Regions from separate parts of the Danio rerio genome. Here region 2 is linked to region 1. The links are chromatin contacts, called in public Micro-C maps. All regions are on one chromosome and are shown on one strand. Each heading gives the region's core, a stretch centred on a gene start, on an enhancer-like site or on the middle of the called end of the contact. The rest is flanking DNA. Distances are from core to core; before and after follow the strand shown.

Region 1 (2,700 bases), core at 92-2,591:
ACTCACCAATCGACTGAAACTGAAATGCACCGCAATTCGTAAAAATTTTTTATTCTATTTGTACATTAAAAACGCAATTCGTAAATGCCCAAAACACAATTCGTAAATTTAAAATGTGATTTGTAAATACCAAAACACAATTCATAAATTCAAACCGCATTCGTAAAAACACAAACCCAATTCGTAAATTCAAATAATTCGTAAATCGGTCAGCGGTCAGCTGGTGAGAGCGAAAAGGAACAGTGTCATAACGCTCTGTAATGTTCGTTTCAAATTAAAAACACATTATATATATTGCAGAAAAACAAAATATCGCAATATCAGTTTTTTCCAGTGTCATGCAGCTCTAATAGCAAGCAAATGTAATGCTTAATATCTGCTCTGTGTCAGTGAAATGAATCTCTGACCTCCAACCTTGACTGTGCTTGACCTGAATCTGTTGTCAGAACATGTCCTTGAGGGACTAAAGGGATTGAAAATCACTGCCTCAACTAGAAAAACAGCTCACTGTGTCAATGATACAACATAGTGAATGTAACAAAGACAATTGCATTCATGCTACATGCATATAAAACCTATTTTAGCAATCAAAATAAGCACCTACTCAGGTTCTGGGATTTCAGACGCCGACTAAAAACAACCGGTAACACTTTAATTTAAGGTAACACATGTTCTAAGCACATACTATAGTAGTTACAATGATTTATTATGAATAGTTACGTCTAACTAACCCTAACCCACATTTTAACCCCAACCATAATTAGCCCCAACCTTACACGTAAATAATTAATATTACTCAGTCATTAAATGGAGTTACACTAAAACGTATATACTTAATATTAGCTGGCCTTAATTAATATGTAATTACACTGAAATTAATAATTTCTTACAACATACTTATTGTGTACATACACATTTTTACGTTGTGCTTATGATTGATTAAATACCTGCATGTAATTACATCTTTGATTACACTGCTGAGCATCCCTTACACCTTAACCCACCCTCAAACCTACCCATACCACCAAATCTGTCCCTAACCCTACCCAAATCCCACCTCAGAACAATATAAACACAGTAAGTGCATTGTATTTATGTTCTGATGCAAGTAAATAATAGTTAAGGCCACCAAATATACAGTGGGACCAAACAACGTGTAGCCAAAACAACCTCCAACTTCACAGGTAGAAGAACATTAGCTCCTCTAGTGAGCTGGATGCATTTCAGACTGCATTGCTGTCCCATTTAGCATTTAGCGTTTAGCTTAGCAATAGTGGTAGATCCAGCCAAGCAGCAGTGGCAGCCTGTTTTACATCTTTCCACCCACGCGTGTGGCAGCCAAAATCCTAATGACTCCCTTCATAATGATCACGCTAAAGCTAATGTTTACCTGAGGGGTGCGGTTAGTGTGGCAGGTTAGCGATTGCTGCTGATTAGCGTTTGACAGGTGGATATATGGTAAAGACTGCTGGATGTGCCTATTTGTTGCAGCTTTTTGAGTCAGTGGTGGCTGTGAAGGAATGCTATGTATACAGGTGTTGTGTACTGTATTGAGTGGTAGGCTAACTGTTTTTTTTAGTAGTGAACAATGTCCCTGCTGAAAAATCCAGCTTAAACCAGCCTAGGCTGGTTGGCTGGTTTTAGCTGGTCAACCAGGCTGGTTTTAGAGGGGTTTTGGCCACTTCAAGGCTGATTTCCAGCCATTTCCAGCCTGGTTTTAGCTGGTCAGGCTGGAAAATGACCAGCTAAATCCAGCTAAAACCAGCTTGACCAGCCTAGCCAGGCTGGAAGCCCAGCCAAAACCAGCTATGTCCAGCTTAAACCAGGCTGGTCAAGCTGGTTTTAGCTGGATTTAGCTGGTCATTTTCCAGCCTTACCAGCTAAGACCAGGCTGGAAATGGCTGGAAACCAGCCTGGAAGTGGCCAAAACCCCTCTAAAACCAGCCTGGTCGACCAGCTAAAACCAGCCAACCAGCCTAGGCTGGTTTAAGCTGGATTTTTTAGCAGGGGTTAATGTGATCCCTACTGAAAAAAAAATGACAATATGACATCTCAACTTAAATTGTTGAATACTTAGATTTATTGAGGAAAAAAAGGGTAAAATGGGCCGTTATTAGTAACTTTAGGTGGTTTCTAAAATAAAATCTGTCAGCGTTATTTTCATTCTCATGTTCCCAGACCTTTACACTTTTGTGGCTGTAGCTCCTTGTCATTTGAAGTAAGGCATTGGCTGAGTGATTGACAGCTGATATTTAATAATTCATCCGCATTCAGTTCAAGAGCAGTGGGCCAATCAGAAGAGCTTTAAGGCGGAGCAGGCATTGCAGGCTTTGTTTACTGCAGCAAGTTGATATGCCGACTGTTTTTTTGAGCGCTGTGTTTCGCGTTTTTAAGTGCAAATATGCATTTTGCGGGAATGCCTTCTTAAATACGTGCATGCGGTGAACATTTTTGCAATGAAAACTGGTCCCACAGCAGCAATTTTATGCACTCGCACAAATGCTCCCAAATATATTTTGAGCTCGCGTAGATAAAATTTGGTGTGCATTTGCAACCAAAACTGTTGCAATTTCGAGCCCTGCAATTCCAAATTCAAGCAGCTTCAAGCACTTTGTCTAAATTCCAAGCACCTTTCAAACCTTGAAAACACTTTTTTAAAAATCAAGCATTTCGCAGGATTTTTGTATAATTGGCTCAATC
Region 2 (2,700 bases), core at 74-2,573, 140 kb before region 1:
TTATGAGAAAATATGTCATTATTATGAGAAAAAAAGGTTGTTATTATTATAAGAAAATAAGGTATTATTATGAGAAAATGTGTCATTATTATGAGAAAAATAAGTTATTATTATAAGAAAATAAGTTTTTTATTATGAGAACATGTTTTATTATGAGAAAATAAGTCATTATTATGAGAAAATAAGTTATTATTATGAGAAAAAAGGTTATTATTATAAGAAAATAAGTTATTATTATGAGAAAATGTGTCATTATGAGAAAAGTCATTATTATGAGAAAAAAGGTTATTATTATAAGAAAATATGTCATTAATATGAGAAAATAAGTTATTTTTTTATAAGAAAATAAGTTATTATTATGAGAAAATAAGTCATTATTGTAAGAAAATAAGTTAGTATTATGAAAAATAAATTTTATTATTATGAGAATAAAAGTTTTTAATATGAGAAAATAAGTTATCATGAGAAAAATTGTCATTATTATGAGAAAATAAGGTATTATTTGAGAAAATAAGTTATTATATGAGAAGATGTGTCATTATCATGAAAAAATAAGTTCTTATTATGAGGAAATGTGTCATTATTATGAGAATATAAGTTATTGTTATGAGAAAATGTGTCATTATTATGAGAAAATAAGTTATTATTATAAGAAAATTTGTCATTATTATGAGAATAAAAGTTATTATTATGAGAAAATAAGTTATTATTATGAGAAAATGTGTCATTATTATGAGAAAATGTGTCATTATTATGAGAAAATAAGTTATTATTATGAGAAAATGTGTCATTATTATGAGAAAATAAGTTATTATTATGAGAAAATGTGTCATTATTATGAGAAAATGTGTCATTATTATGAGAAAATAAGTTCTTATTATGAGAAAATGTGTCATTATTATGAGAAAATAAGTTATTATTATAAGAAAATGTGTCAATATCATGAGAAAGTTTCTTTGTAAATTGACTTTTTATTTCGTAATTTCAACTTTGTCATAAATTTGACTTTAAGGCTTTTGACAATTTAAGATTTCAGTAAATTAAAGGGACAATACTCCCCAAATTGAAATGTACCCTGCCAATTACTTTCCCTCGGGTGGTTTTAAACTACTATGAGTTTTTTCTTCTGTTCAACACGAAAGATATTTTGAGGAATGCTAGTTGCTGCTGGCACCTATTCACTTCCATATTAGGACCAGCAACCTTCTTCAAAATCACTTTTGTGTTCAAACAGAAAGAAACTCAAATAGGCTTTGAACAAGATAAGGAAGTAAAAAATAGTTTTGGTGAAACTATCCCTTAAAGAGTATGGCTATTGCCAGAAATAGCCATGAGGTGGCAGTGCCTTCCCAAGAGACATACAGATGCTTAAACACAAACATACTGTACACACACATCTCACACAGGATTTGTCACGTATGTACTGAACAGATGTAATGATAAAAGTGCTCAGAAAATGTTGGTAAAGGTACTTTCATCAGCATATTTTGTGTATGCCAAAGAAAGAAAGATATTAATAGAAACAAAAATACTTTAAATGAACTCTTGAACTCCTAAAAAAAGACACAAAATTGTTATTTATCAATATTTATATTAAGTAAAGTTAATTTTGCAGTGTGAATGTCAGTAATCAAGATCTGGTAGCAACAACATGTTTGTGACCCTGGACCACAAAACCAGCCATAAAGGTCTTTTTTATTAACATTGAGATTCATACATCACTCCAAAAGCTTTCATTGATGTGTGTAATACAATTTGGAATCTGAGGGTTAAAAAAAATCTAAATAATGAAAAATTTAATTTAAAGTGTAAAAAAAATGCTTAGAAATGCACATTAATAATGAAACATTTCTATATATTTAGACTAGGACATTTGCAAATATCAAAATAAAACAGGATATTTATTTAATATTTGAATGATTTTTAGCATAATAGAAACATAACCTAGAATTTTGACCCATATTATTATTATTATTATTATTATTATTATTATTATTATTATTATTAATAATAATAATAATAATAATAATAATAACAATATATATATATATATATATATATATATATATATATATATATATATATATATATATATATATATATATATATATATATAATAAAATAATAAAAATAAAATAATAATATTATATATAATAATAATAATAAAATAATAATAATAATAATAATAATAATAATAATAATAATAATAATAATAATAATGAGAGTTTTTGTGGTCCAGGGTCACAAATATGTTGTTGCAGCCAGATCTTGATTTCCGACAGTCACTTAAGGGACTTTTGAATGTAATAGTAAATTAACTTTACTTGATAAAAATATGGATAAATAAAAAAAACTCGGACTGTTTTGTGGTGTTCGGTGGAATCATTTACAGCTATGGTTGTGTTTAGGAGTAGGGTTTAGGTATGGATTACATTTTCAAACATAAACGATGTTCCAGGATCAACATAAATATTAATCCAGGATCATATCGTAGTTGGCAAAATGCTTTGTGCTGCATTTTTTTCCTCACCTTAAATGACAAATGAATTCATATTAATGTTTTGTCAGCTATCAAGATCCCAAACTCCATCCTTTCAATTTCTGAAGTACTGAACGCCCCTGATCAATAGTTTGTTGCACTTGAACAACGCTAGAATTTCCAACACAATCACACAGCAATTCTTTTTGAAAGCAAAAACT

Evidence for each region. Hi-C and Micro-C count contacts between places; a contact is called where the count stands out from the background.
Region 2: a Micro-C map of caudal fin shows a contact between it and region 1, with 3 times the contacts expected there. The contact joins two enhancer-like sites. A contact is called at or near these places in 1 of 18 Hi-C or Micro-C datasets (caudal fin) and 1 of 4 datasets of contacts at active chromatin or transcription factors (caudal fin).

Annotation. Positions count from the first base shown.
Region 1 is chr2:3,388,157-3,390,856 of GRCz12tu, reverse strand. All of the region lies in intron 1 of wnt9a (wingless-type MMTV integration site family, member 9A), which reads right to left. Among named protein-coding and RNA genes, the nearest start is that of wnt9a, 23 kb to the right of the region's middle. Within about 2 kb of position 1,341, at least 1 of the 62 cell types and tissues checked has an H3K27ac peak or open chromatin away from gene starts, as enhancers often do. A contact at or near this core is called in caudal fin, where this site is marked.
Region 2 is chr2:3,523,239-3,525,938 of GRCz12tu, reverse strand. No RefSeq gene overlaps it. Among named protein-coding and RNA genes, the nearest start is that of snap47, 47 kb to the left of the region's middle. Within about 2 kb of position 1,323, at least 1 of the 62 cell types and tissues checked has an H3K27ac peak or open chromatin away from gene starts, as enhancers often do. A contact at or near this core is called in caudal fin, where this site is marked.